2 separate regions of the Zea mays genome follow, and region 2 is linked to region 1. Evidence: chromatin contacts called from public Hi-C data. All regions are on one chromosome and are shown on one strand. Each heading gives the region's core, a stretch centred on a gene start, on an enhancer-like site or on the middle of the called end of the contact. The rest is flanking DNA. Distances are from core to core; before and after follow the strand shown.

Region 1 (7,363 bases), core at 1,401-3,900:
AGTTAACTCATTAAGAAAAAAATCATGAAGCGGTATAAAGCTTACAATGGGCCACCAAGGTACTTTATATCATACTAGACTTCGAACAATGACTTCCCTTCGACACTCGTCGTTCATCAGTTGAGTATGAAGGCAACCTCTGTAACACTTCTGGTGTTACCAGGACTAAAACTTGGCATGTCATCATATGCAATGGCATATTTAGGTTGTAATACACCTAGAATGCATTCACAAGAATAAAAAACAATCTAAATGTAATGAGGTGATCAGTGGAGAGCAGAAAACCTAGTTTGAGAAACTTTAGTTTTAACCCCAAAAGTGGATTATATGATCCGGCAAAATTTGGCCAAAAATGAAAATACCAAAGTTATAGAGATTCCTAAACCAAACAAGTCTCATGTGTGGAGATTTTCAAGTTTTATAGCAAAACGTGGAGAAAAACTCACAATTTAGTTATGGCCTAGGGTTTGGATTCCTGAAAATATTATCGACTAGCTGTATTTGGACCTTCATAACTTTTGATCCATGGATACTTTGAAGATTATCACTGTAGACAATCTGTAGAGCTACACAAGGTGCAAAAATTTGATTAAGTTGCTCTGCCCTAAAACCATATGGAACTGCTTGTAAACCTTGCTCTAAAGCGGAATGTTAATCCTGGAAATTATGACTTAGTGAGATTTATGAACTCCAGTTTTTACGGTATGAAGAAATTTTGAAAGCCTGTTAATGGCAAATCCATACAATTCTGGACAGGAGGTATTGTAACAAAGTGTAATACCACATATTGGTGTATAACTTTTATTAAATTCCATGCCCCTAAAGCTGTGTGGAACTGGTAGAAAAATTGGTCCAAAGATCCTATGCTTTAATCTGGATTCCTAGACTTGATGCAAATTCAGACTCTGAAATTGTGTATTTGGTCCAATTTGGGGATGTGAGTGTGTTTGATCTATGAGGTATTAAGCTATACTCCTTGTAATAAAGTTGTAGAGTATCTATCAGGGTACAAGTTTGTTTAAGAGAGATTGACTTGGTACTACATAAAAAGAGGAATAAAGCCTGCTTGAACACGGGCTGTCAGAGTGTGTGAGGTGTCTGATTTTGTTCAGACTAAGGTAACCCTGACAGTGTGTTTTTGTAAACTTTGGAGCCCTGTTGTGCTTGATCCATGAGATTTTGAGCCATAGTGTTTATTCCAAGTTCGTAGACCATAGGAAGGGGAACAAACTTCTTGTGTATGTGAGGTTTGGTGCTATACAACTAGAGAGTAAAATGCCCTCAAAGGTACCCTGTCAGACTGAGTAACACATTCAGTTTCAGCTAACTGAATTTGGTTTCAGTGAATTGAGGTCGACTTTGGGGCATTCTAACTTGTGATTCTTGTGTAATTAGCCCTAGAAGACTATAGTAAAGTTGAAGACCTATAGTTGGTGCACCAATTTTCTTAAGTAAGATAGGCCTGTTCTTATGGGAAGAGGGGAGGAACTTGGCTCAGTAGTGAACTGAAGAAGTTCAGAACAGTCCAAATCCCTGAAAATATCTCCATCCACTAACTACTCTAGGTGTTTCTGGTGTGGGCTAACTAAAAGAACTCGTTGCCTGGAAGGGGGGGGGGGGGGGGGTTCACTTGCTACAACTCCACCATGCCTGGGATAAACATGGAGATGTAAAAATCATCCCCTAGCTGACTCAGCTGCTTGGATGCCTCTTTGCTGTCCCACATGCAGAAAAAGGAGTTGGCCACATCTTTTGTCTTCCCTGTGCTTTCCCCATACGTGGTGCTCATGCAGAAGGATTGGGGGACGTATTAGTGTAGTTGGACTCTTGTTAAACTCTAGTAAAGACCCCAACAGCTCCAGCTCTCTAAACTATTTACCTTGGTGAGTTATGGCACCAAATTGAACACCCTGTGTTTCTATCGGTTTCCCGCCTCTCTCACCGTGCCATACCATTCCCATACACCTATGCTAAGCCCTTAAGCTTTTCCCAGTTCCTTGGTCTCACTGCATCAGCTTGAACACGAGTTTGCCTTGGAGGGGGTGACCATACAGGGTGACTGCCCACCTCCCCGTGGTCAGCCTTCCCTAGAAGGTAATATGTTCGAGTTGTTCGCGTTTCATAACCCATGTGGGATGGTGATGCTCACGGCATTGCCCTTTTGAATGCTACTGTGGTATCCCGTCCAGAACGCCATCGATTTTGTCTAGATTACCGCCGCAGACCACCTTTGCGTGGACTGACCAAACCATGCCCTTCCCGGGTAAACTCATGTGAGCAACGTGCACTAGATAGATCACTCGTGCTCACCATAATCTTGGATTGAATGCTACCATGTCCTAGAACTGGGTTCGGGCTCGCCGAAGCTCGGTATGCCGCCACCGCCAGGGATAGTCAGGCTATATGTCATCTTAGTCCGATTCACTGCGGGTTATGGGTGTGTCAGCCTCGAGGATCACGTCTGGGTGTTTATCTTCGTTGGAGGAGGCCGTCACCGGTGAGTTTGCACGGCGGTTGGCCGGCGCTCGTCGGGGTTAGATCGAGGACCGGAGTTTGTGAAGAAAGAAAAACAAAAGGGCCTCGGTGCACATGTCAGTGAGACACAACAATAGGGTTTTAGGCTCTTAATGAGTTGTTGGGTTCCACGAGGGTCTTGGTAGAAAAGGCGCAGCACGGGCACGGCCTCTAGGATGCGGGCCAGTTCCACGTGGGCGCGAATTGGGTGGGCAGGTTTCGGCCCGGGACTATTCACCGATTTCCTTTTTCTTTTTCCTGGGGAAGGGTAAAATCCACCAGAAAATTTATAAAAATGCAAAAATTGTGAAACCAATTTTATAGAGTCCATAAAAATATGTAGTTTCTGTTAAAAATAATGTTTTTTGATTTTTACAATTGAAAGAGAGTTTTAGCTAATTTAAAAGTGTCTCTAGAAAGCTTAAATGAATTACAGAAGTAAATCCTAAGCACAAAACATTATGAAAATCTGTGAAGAAATTAATTGCCACTATATTAGCTCCTGGTAAAAATTTGGACCTGTTTGGAGTTGATGTGTTTAGAAGACCACAAACTAGCTAAATGTGAATATTTAAACCCCTAAACCTTGCTACTAATATAGGTTTAGACAAAACTTAAGCCATAAAAAATGTTAAGCAACCAGGTTGACAAACTTTAGAATATTTAGTTCTCTGGTTTTCTGAAATAAGTTCAGTTTGGTCCCTTTGAGCAAATATTAAGTAACCTAGAAGTATGAGTTTAATTGTCATATGCTCATTCAAGAGTAATTAGGCTTTCCACCTCTCCTTTGTGAGATTTTGCATGGCATATCGTTACATAAGCATTCATATACTTGTGATTTACTTGTAGAACACCTAAAAGAAGAAGTTAAAGTGGAAGTGGAAGAGGAACCAGTTCTTCCAACTAAAGTTGTTCCCGAAGGTCCTCCAATAGGTTTTGCTGCCAACTACAATATTTTGGTAGAAGAGCCTGACTCTCCTCCTCATCAAGGCAAGCCCCAGTGCATTTAACAAATTCCTTGTGATTTTCAAAATTGTTATCACTTATATGATGCATTAGGTGATAGGAGTTGAATGATTAAACCTTTGTTGCATAACTTCCTTAAACTATTGATTATCATCCTTGATACCTGATTTAAAAAGCTAGACATGCTTAGTATGCTTATAGATTAAGAACAAAATGTTTTGATGTATGAATCATGTTTTTACAAAGAAAAGGGGCTTGGAGTGATGAAGGTATCAAAGGAATTGATGACTTCATCATTCAAGCATGGTACCTCTAATAGGTACAAGGTTATGAGAAATAATTTAAATTGAGATCAGACGTTGAGCAGGAATGGTCGCCTGTCTGTGTCGTTTAAGGACCCCAACGATTGTTGGCCTGCTGATCTAGGACCCTTTTACTGGCCATATGCCTCGTCATGTGTAAGCTTTGCCTCGGTCGGACCAATACCAGAACAGCTTGCACACACTGGGAGCAGAGAGGTGGCGGGAGTAACATGTACCCACCTAGCAAGTGGTTGGATGGTGGGGTACTGTGCTCTTGGGTCATGTGAACTCGTACTGGTCTTGAGAAAACCGCATGCGAGTTGACATATGAAAGGGTTAAGTGCTACATATGTCGTGTGGTTGGAGATCCCCAACTAGGTATTAATCGATTCTGATCACCATTACTTCTCGGATATGAAGACTAGATCTTCGACCCTCATCGTAGATAAGAAATAAAACAAGTTTGTGTTATATAAATGAAAGCTAGATTAGGCCAAGTGAATGAGCTAGAATAGGCCAATCTAGAGAAAGGTAATAACTTAACTTGAAAAGTAAAAGCTGGCCTAAGGATCAAATAATAGTAAGCTCTTATGCAAAACTTGAGTCATTGAACATTGATGACCTTTGCCTTCATTCCTAAATCAGTCAGCATATCCTTGAGAGTCTTTTCTTTAGTCGGGTCAGTCTTGCTGAGTAATTGCGTATTCAGGGTTTTATTCCCCATGTCGTTGTAGGAGAGGTTCTTGACACGTTTGAGTTCTATTAGGCTCACCATGGAGACCTTTTCTTATGTTTTGTTTATGTGTGTGCTTGTGGGAAGAAGGCATCTTCCCAAGTTATGTAATAAGTTAGCACTTTGACTCTACCACGGGCATGTAATAATAAACACTACTTGGTTTGGAAACTTAAAAGTTTGCTAATGTCTATTATCTTATTGTAAAGTCTTCCGCTCAAATTCCTATGTTTAAAGTTTATATTCATGTTTTCATGATGTATGGTTATTGTAATGTTCGCAATTACAGGTGAATGATCCTTGGAAATGAATAAGTTCATCGAAACTCGGCACCCCGAGTAAGTTATCTGATTCACTTACATATCCATCTGAGGCCTTAAAGGCAAACATGGGTGTATGTTGGCCCGATAATTTGGTTGGGTTGTGACAGCTGGTATCGGAGCATACGCCCTTTCTTGTGAACAATAGAATACTCTTTTGAACATATCTTCAAAATAATTTGAGTCCAAATGATTTTTGGAAAAATCTAAACTTGATTACATGCCTCGTAGTAACAGTGCAAATAGTACTATAGTAAGCTAAGGACTAATAGGTGGCTTAGCTTAAGGTACTAACCACTAACCCACAACTGGGAAGGGTAATACATACATGTGTAATGTTATTTTCGAGCCATTAAGTTTTGGATGGATCGACGACAAGGTAAGGTGAGCTGCGAAAGCGTGACCGAACAAATGTCGGTCTAGGGGAGTGCTTAAATGTGGCGCTTGACTATATACATATTTTCATATGTGTATATACGAAGGCTACGATATGGAGTATTTATTTTTCTGGGATTCAGTACCCCATGGACGTGTATGGGTACACATATATGGGAATACTGAGAAGTGTAATGTACTTGTAATGACGCACCTACGCTCAGGTAAGAAGGTGAGTTACCACAATGAGCTGTCCTGTGGTTAAAGTGTGGCAGCGACGCCTATGCGTGGCTCGACGCTTAATGAGGAGCTGACCTTCAAATGGAGATATATGGAGTATAAACTATGACCAAGTGTGTGATTTGCATCATGGGGAAATGGGATGTAATGAAATCTTCTGCAGGTACATTGACTAAACTCTAGGAAATTGCGACTAGTGAACTCCAGAGCGAGTAGGACTGCCACCACCATAACACGTAATAACCCTAAATGTTGGCAATAGTTGAGAGGCAAATAGGAAACGAAGCATGCATCATGACATTTACTTCTTTAATAAAATTTCTCCCTTAAATTAGATGGTTACTAGGATATATGTGGTTCCAAATTATTCTTACTAATCTTACAAATCCTTTGATCTCTTCTTTTATCTTTATTCCTTAAGAACCTAGAATGGATCCTCCCAAGCAGACGCACCGTATGCATACTAGACCATGAGGTGTGCCAAAGCGTCAGATGGCTTCCCATATGGTTGAGGCGGACAACAGTAGTCGTGCGCCTCCGTTGCAAGTGGAGCAGCTACAACAGCGCCTGGATGTGTCCTTCAATGAGCAGTGTCTCGATGCAGCCCATATTCTTGAGCTGCTAGCAGAGAAGAAACAACTTTAGAAGGAAGTAGCTGAGCAGAAGGAACGCCTGGTAGCAACGCTGCGGTCAGGGGAGGCGTCGTTTGCTCGTGAAAACCATTTGATGGGCCGTTTCCGGGACATGGTGCTAGTCTATAATGATCTTGAGGATTATGCCCATGAGCTGCATGAGCAAGTCCACCAGCTTTACTACCAGCTGCACCCCAACGCCGTGCCTGGAGCCGTAGAGGCAGAAGGTGGTGTGGTGTTAGCTGATGGGGGTGAGCCTGATGCTGACTTAGACATAGAAGCAACTCCTATGCTTGTGCTAGGTGGTGAGTCCCCAAGCGATAGTGATGTTTCTGAGGTAGCTACTGATACTGAGGGTTAGTGTGGCAGGTGTACTAATGTCGTGACCTCTGTTGTAGGCATAGGGTTGTAAGCTATGCCAATTTTGGTATTGTAATGAATAATGCCCCATGTACCAGTTCTATGTAATATATTTCGTGGTTATGGATGTATATTCATGAGCTTTGTTTTACTCCAGATGCCTATGTGTACTCGCAGTTCGAATGGGGCTGGAACATTGCGTGGTGATGCAGAAGCTAATCTCAATCCTCCTCCACCACCAGTTTCGCCTACGCTAGCAGACACCATTGCTGCCCTAGTAAATGCCACAACAGATAATGCTAGGATTCTGTGAGAACTTGCCCATCATCAAAACAATCAGGCTAGGGTTTGTATTCCCTAGAATCAGCAAAGGAACGCAACATATATGGAGTTTATGGAGACTCGCCCACTATTGTTTGCAAAAGCAGAAGAACCCCTTGAAGCAAATGAATGGCTATAGGTGATTAAGCAAAAATTTGGTCTTATCCAGTGCACCGAGGTGCATAAGTCCTTGTTTGCCGCACAACAACTCTGCGGGGCTGCCAGTACTTGGTGGTCTAATTTTGTCGCCATACAACATCCAGATCACCAAATTACATGGGATGAATTCAAAGAAGCTTTTCGAGCTCACCATATCCCTGATTGAATTCTGCAAATGAAACTTGAAGAAATTCTAAGGCTTAGGCAAGGGCAAACACTATGATTAAGTATATTTGGAAGTTCAATCACCTTTCTTAGTATGCTATAGAGCATGTCAACATTGATATGAAGAGAGATTGCTTTTATGAGAGGTCTCAATTCAAAGCTGCAAAAGAAGATGACCACTTGCTATGATCTTACCTTCAATAGGGCAGTAAGTGTGGCTGTTGCCGTGGAGGAGAAAGCATGCGTGCATCAGAATGTGAAACAGATATGGATGGC
Region 2 (7,363 bases), core at 2,854-5,353, 240 kb after region 1:
GCAGACTACGACTAGGGACTATCTGATCCGTTTCTGTCGCGCAATCATATCCTGCTTTAGCGAACGATACCTCCGTATCCCTCCACGAAGACATTGCTCGCATACTTAGTGTAAACACCGATAGGGGGTTTCTGGGTATGCTAGGCTCCATCGATTGTATGCATTGGGAATGGAACAACTGTCCTACTGCATGGCGGAGACAGTTTTGTGGGCGCAATTCGAGGCCAACAATGATACTAGAGGCAGTCGCTGGGTATGACCTATGGATTTGGCATGCCTTTTTCGGAATGTCTGGTACTAACAATGATCTGAACGTGTCGCATCGCTCACCTGTGTTTGATCCGTTACGTAATGGGACCATGCCACCAGTGCACTTCACTATTAATGGTACCACGTACAGTTGTTCGAACACACCGGACCACATTACGCCGACACTAGGTTCACAACAAATGTTGTAACAATACTACTCTTCAGACATGATTGTTGATGAAAAACTCGATTAAACCTTTTCTCCTCGCGATGTAGACAGGTCTCACATCCTCTGGTAATACATCCATATCCATCGCTAGGAGTTCCTTCAGCTCTGCGTCCTTTCGGATTTTGTCTTCAATCATCATTTTCGTTTGCTGCATTTCTATTTCCTTGGATTGGACCTCCAACTTTTTCAGTCCAACTTCCTTCAAGAACTCAATATTCTGCTGTTTCTTATCTGATTTTTCTTCACTTTGCTTCAATCGTGCTATTTGAATGTCATGAATTCTTGATAGGTAGTCAGTAGACTGGGAGGAACTGGACATTGCCTTCTTCCTTGATGCTTTCGTGGAGTCCCGACCCAATGGCCTTTTACCTTTTATACCTGCTTCATCATTTTCCATATCATTAACAGAACCTGAAGGTGTACCACTACCAACAGGCTCCATCACCGCATTGCCTCTCCAGGGGCTTCCATGAACCATGGAATCCCATTTCGGTTCATTTTTCAGGCGCGTCCAGCAATGCATGAAATGAAAAGGTTTTTTGTGTGCGGTAGCATATATAGTTGCAGCTTTCAAAGTCTACAAATGAATTAAAATACATGTCAGATCATGAATAAATGTAAGTACACATGAAACCATATTCATACTTAAGTATTACAAAGGAAGTTATTTTACCTTGTCGTTGTCTGTTAGGCCACTCTGATTTTCCCTTAGGACTCTTGCGTAGAATCCAGCATATTTGCCTGTTTCAGCCCTTATTTTGTCCCATCTGCTGCTCAAAGCCCTATTTAGTCTCATTGGAAACTCCCCTCTAAGTTCGTTGTACATTTTCTCAATTCTAGCCCATAGACGCTCCTTCCTCTGCCCTGTGCTAATGAATGGGTCACTACTAATCTCTAGCCAAGTTTTGCAAAGCAAAAGGTCCTCATCAGGTTTGAAGTTCTATTCCTTTGTCCTCCTACCTGTCCCAGGTGTGTCCGAAGGTTTGGTAGGGCTGTTTACTTCCTGGACACTGTGCTCTGCTTCTGATTCCAAATTTATAGGGTCAGTCGTGTTTGTCACATGGGTATAAACCTGGGGAAATGGACTAGGTGGTACCATCTGGGCTTGACCCAATGATGTTTGTGGTGGAGGACCACCTGGATTCATCATAGCAAAATATGGGTTCCATGGATTGCGAAAGGGAAATGAAGATGTGTCATTAGGTCCCTGGGACCAGGTAGGATTGCTCATGTGGATTGTACTACCAGTAATTGTAGCAGGATGGGTTTGGTCTAATCCTTGGCCCTGCAAGAACTGAGGATCCCACATGGGTGGCGGGAAAATCTGGTTACCTGAACTGGGGCCAGCACCAGGAGGTCGAATCGGTGTGTTTCGGTTGTTCTCAACCATTCTGGGAATGAAATACATGAATCAATGAATTGGAACAACAGATAACACACTTTTACTAAAATATAGCAAGTTTCATGCATTCCAGAAAGGTTCATACAAAAGTAACATTAACAAACATCCCACATGTCCTACATCGGCAACCCATGCATCACAGACATCACACATAAGTTTTTATTTATTTAGATGCATTACTAGCACTAAGACTCTACTAGGTACCACATTTACAGGTTCCAAATGCTATACCTAGTGGACCTGTCGGAGTCGTACGAGTCATTGTCACTGGCCTCATACAATTCTGGTGAGGAGGGGGGAGGGGTGAAAGGATTTTGGGGCAGTGGGTTCACATGCTCCAATACTTTAATTTCTTCCTCCATCCTCTCCTTCTCTGGGTCTGACCTTGCTTTGCTCTCTAGTGCATCCTGCTCCATGAGGTCTACCTCCTTTCGAATTGCAAGGAGAGCATTGAGAAGGTAATGCTCGTCACCCAAATGCATGAAAGCCTCTTCTAGAAAGCTTCTAATATTGAATGCACCAGTTTCCACTGAGGATGCAAGATTGAGGACCAAGTTTTGTAGCAATTTGGCATCATGGCTGCTCATCTTGAATCCTATCCTCAGGCAGTTTCTCCTTGGCTAGACAAGGTGCATACATGAAAAAATTAGGCCCACTGTTGTTACTAATTAGTGAAATTTAAGTGGTCATGGCAGCTACCAAAATACAGGAAGTGTGGGTAACATGTATAAAATGTTGGGCCAAAATTGTTATTGTGGAAGAAGAATGCTAAACAAATGATACACATTTTATAAACACTTGAACCATGGGTAGGCAAATTTGTTGGTTACATATAGTAAACTAGAATTAGACTACAAACATGAAAGCATAGACATCATCCATGGAAACTAGACTTATGAAATTGATTAAAAACAATGAACTAAAGCGAAAAAGGAATTAGAACCTCAATTACTTGAAGTGGACGTCAAATAATCAACTAAAGTTTTGAAGCTGCATAATAAGTAAAGGTGTTCGTTAGTTGCATGCAATGGTTACTCTTGTAAGCAAACACTACCGCAAATTGTAGGTTGAGTTAGTGGAAATCATAGACAGCAACACTACGGACCAACATGGTAAAGGAAACTATGGATCCTTACAGTTATCGGAAATGAAAGCTAATTTTGGGATGAAATCAACCTACACAATGGTCGAATCGGAGATCCGAGAAAACCTAAACCCTAACTGTCAAAAAAGTTCAAGAACACCTAAACCCTAACTGTGAAAGGAGTTCAAGAACACCTAAACCCTAGTGTAAATCGAAGCTACGTATATTTGGGCAAGGGATTCAATTAGAGGTGGAGACATTGGCGAAGACACGAATCGTACCTTGGAGCTTGCAGATCGAATGAAGCAGATCGACTCAACGTAGATCTATGCCCGGATCGATGACTTCCCTTTGGACGAGAGCCCACAGATGACGTGCCGGCTGACAGAGAACAACGGCGGCAGCGTCTTCGCACGGATCTGTCGGCTCGTCGGTCGGCCAAGTTTGACGGCGGAGCCATGTCGAGGTCCCCACCGGTGGTCGCCGCCCGGAGCAGGAAAACGGAATCGCGGGAGAGGGCGGCTCGACGGGTACCTTTTCCGGCGGCGGAGACGACAGACTAGGTTCGCCTCCAACAGGCGCCTCGGAGTATTCCGCACCCGCGGTCGTGTGGGCGAAGGAAGCGGTGCAGGGGGATGAAAGCGGCGTAGAGTGCCCCTCCATGTAGCGTGAGAGAGAACGAATTGCGACGGGAGAGGAGGAGGACGCCGGTGTACGAGAGGGGAACTGTAGCCTAAGGTAGTGTTTGGATGGATGGATGAGGAAGGATGAAGAGGGATGGAGTGAGATTATTCTAACTTGACTCATGTTTGGTTTGAAGGTCCAGAGTCAGGATCAAGGAATATTCTTCAAAAATAGTGGATGGAGTCATCCCTCAAAAAAAAGGGACGGAGTCAACCCAGATTGATCACATTCCATCTTTCGTTGACACCAAACCAAACACATCATAAATTGTGGGAGAGCTGCGGCATCCGTTGAAGAGAGTCTTATCCGATCCCGACATTTCAGTGACCGCCGTCACGTATCTCCTCCCATCGACGCCACGGAAAAATTCGCCAGCAAAAATCCCACGCAGAGAACACCCTCGCTCTCTCTCTCTCTCTCCCCTTTCTGCCTCTAGACTCTCCCCAGTCCAAATCAATCCGCACCCACCAGGCCACCACCACCATGTCCGGCCTCCTCCGGTGGCGTCGCCTAGTCAGCGCCGCTACGCGCGCCGCCTCCACCCTCACCGCAGCCGAGTGCTGCCCGGCCGCCGCGACGGCCGCTGGCGCGGTCGCCCCGTCGCCGCCCCCACACCGGCGCCTCCAGGAGCGGCGCAAGTGGGAATCCTCCTCTTCGGGCTCCGGGGGCAGCTCCTCCTCCACCGATGAGCCCGAGCCGCGCCGTATCCGCGCGGAGGCCCACTGCCCGCGCTGCTCCAAGCACATGGACATCCTCTTCTCCCACCGGGGCCCTCCGGCCGCGGCCGCCGGCGCCGGCTACCAGGCACTCAACCTTTGCCCCAACTGCCGCAGCGCCTACTTCTTCCTCCCCCACGTCCTCACGCCGCTCCAGGGCACCTTCGTCGAGATCGGCCGCGTCCGGGCCGACCTCCTCGACCACCCCGCTGCCAGGGCCAGGGACCCCATCTTCTGGGAGGCTATTAGGGCCAGTTCCTCGTCGCGCGACGACGGGGAAGGCGGCGGCGTCGCCGTGCACGTCCCGCCCGGCCCGCCGTTCCACCCCAACCTCAACGTGGTCCGCGTTGCTGGCAGCGGTGGCGGGGGAGGTGGCGCTGGCGACGAGGGTGCGGGGAAGGAGGGCTGGGGTGGTTCCAATCTCGGCAGGGATTTGCCCACGCCCAAGGAGATTTGTAAGGGGCTCGACAAGTATGTGATTGGGCAGGACAGAGCCAAGAAGGTGAAATAAATACTTTCATGTTGGTAGCTTTTCATGGTTAGAGTTGGCATCCTGATGCGGCCAGCTCATGCAAAATGTGCTAAAACCTTTGATGACTTCAATTCTTCACTGGAGGGACTTTTACAGCATTTCTTTAGAAAACTAGGTCTCCCCGTCTCACTTCTTCACTTGATTGAGGGAATTTAACACAGCTGGGTTTGATTGTTTGCTGTTTCAACAAAATGTGAGTTTTCTCCAACTCAATTCTTGTTTAGAGTTGGGATTACAGATTATTTAAAGGTGAGTGGATATAATTGCAATGGAAAATGTTTTCTAAATTAGAGAAAAAGAAATAAGAATATATATATATATATATAATGCTGATTTTGTTGAAATGGTTATTTGGGAACGGACCGTGCTATAAAGTTTGTAATAGAATCAAAGGAATGCGCTTTCCACTGCGGTTTCACTTTGTTAGTCCATTCAGCTCTGCAGGGCCGGGCCAGCAGAATCTAAGGCCCTGTACAAAATTCTGGAATATCAATCTATAAAGTAGAACTATACAAATATAGGCTATAATAATATGATAAAAAGGTTATATTAAGAGTTGTGTCTAACTGTCTATTCAATTTTGTATTGTATAATTTTACTTGGATAGTATTATTTTGTTAGTGTTATTCTTTAAAATGAAATCTTGAACGACATTCATGTTAAAATGGAGATGTAGTCGTGATCAAAGACAAAGACACCATACAGACAGCTGATTTGACTCATGAGAAGAAGATTTTCTTAGAGATTAGTTGATTTATTAGCCTAATGTGCTAGAAGTGGAGGCCCTTGGAACTCGGGGGCCCCCTGTTTCCTTGAACAGGCTGCACACCCACTAGGCTCGGGCCTGCAGCTCTGACTGCTGTGATATGGTTTCTATTGCTCGTTCTGTTTATTGTAAAAATGTGAGCCCCTTAACACTGTGAAACAATGATGAATAATCTGATTTTCTGTCCTGTCTGAATTTTCATCTGATCTAGATCCTATGTAGAGGAGTTTTCTACTTTAGTGTGCATTGGCTTATGTTCTGTCTGTGTTTTGTGCCTGATCTTTGCCTCTTTGACTTAAGTGCGTGACTGTTTTTTTTTCTTTTATATCTCTAATACAATGACACACAACTCACCTGTGTGTTCAAGTTAAAGAATAAGTTTCTTCGTACCTTTTAATTGGGATATATTAGCCACAAATTGTGAAAGTTTCTCCGTAGATATTTTTTTGTTCTAGTTCTCATGATAATCTATTCTGCTTTGTCTGAATACTGATGTATCCTTGTAAACTTGCAGGTGCTATCTGTTGCAGTTTACAACCACTATAAACGGATATACCATCAAACTTTACAAAAGGGGTCAGTTTCACTTTGCTATGTCAATTTGTCTTTTCTGTAAATAATGAATGATATTCATTCCTGCACCCGTAGAAACTAGAATCATAAATATCTTTCAGTGACTAATTTTGCGGTATATAAGCTAAACAAGTAGGTCTGGAGCAGATTTGGGTGGTTTTAATGGGGAAGCTGATGATGACGACAACGTGGAACTAGAGAAAAGCAATGTGCTGTTAATGGGACCTACTGGCTCTGGTAAGACATCTGTAACCATTTAAAATTTTAAAGTTGGATTTATGTCAGCTCTGACTAGTGACTACTATTTTGGATTAACTAAAATGTCTGTAAAAAGAAAGGGCACTCAGCAATATTTTATTTTGACGGTTCATTTCTTTCACAGGTAAAACTTTACTTGCAAAGACATTAGCTCGTTTTGTGAATGTACCATTTGTAATTGCTGATGCAACAACATTGACCCAGGCAAGTATTTACTAACATTGCCCTCTAGAGAGAAGTGCATATTGGTTAAGCACACAACAAACATCATTGTATAGGGAGTATTGCAGGCATTCATCAATGACCATCTAAACTAGGTTAGCAAGAAGTATGCTATTAACAAATTTTGCATAAATGTAGGTACTGATTTTGCAGTACCTAACTACCTATCACATTTCTCTATCTCAACGTTGAGCGTTTGCACTCATAGTCCTAGTTTGGATATCTAGTTCTTACCGAGCCAGTGAATTAAATAATAAATAAGGATCATATCTTGTGTTTTGCTATTGCACATATGGTCTCTATTAGATTCCTTTCCCCAATTCTATCCACTTGGTTTTTAGCACTAAGGGTTAAATTTTCCACTTATTGCAGGCAGGGTATGTAGGAGAAGATGTAGAATCTATATTATACAAGTTACTCACGGTATGCCTTTTGACTTGCACACGTGCAGTGAAACAAGTTGAACTGTGAACTGTTGTAATATCTTGCCTTTGAGAGTAAGCTTTGGCAGTCCTATGTTGTTATTAACTAGGTGGCAGATTTTAATGTGCAAGCAGCACAACAAGGGATGGTGTACATAGATGAAGTTGATAAGATCACAAAAAAGGTATGTCATATCAATCTTTGGCTTGGATTTTCCCTCCTGGT

The links. A called contact is a pair of places that touch in the nucleus more often than the background predicts.
Region 2: a Hi-C map of leaf shows a contact between it and region 1, with 8 times the contacts expected there. The contact joins the promoter of LOC100272327 here to the enhancer-like site in region 1. A contact is called at or near these places in 7 of 25 Hi-C or Micro-C datasets (ear, leaf and tassel) and 1 of 3 datasets of contacts at active chromatin or transcription factors (leaf).

The regions. Positions count from the first base shown.
Region 1 is chr4:125,492,946-125,500,308 of Zm-B73-REFERENCE-NAM-5.0, forward strand. No RefSeq gene overlaps it. Among protein-coding and RNA genes, the nearest start is that of LOC100283532, 57 kb to the left of the region's middle. Within about 2 kb of position 2,651, at least 15 of the 20 cell types and tissues checked have an H3K27ac peak or open chromatin away from gene starts, as enhancers often do. A contact at or near this core is called in ear, leaf and tassel, where this site is marked.
Region 2 is chr4:125,726,895-125,734,257 of Zm-B73-REFERENCE-NAM-5.0, forward strand. It overlaps LOC100272327 (CLP protease regulatory subunit CLPX3 mitochondrial), which reads left to right and starts at 4,104. Exons shown (of 15, transcript NM_001362666.1): 1 at 4,104-4,866; 2 at 6,177-6,238; 3 at 6,372-6,472; 4 at 6,618-6,697; 5 at 7,088-7,138; 6 at 7,248-7,322. The coding sequence starts at 4,132.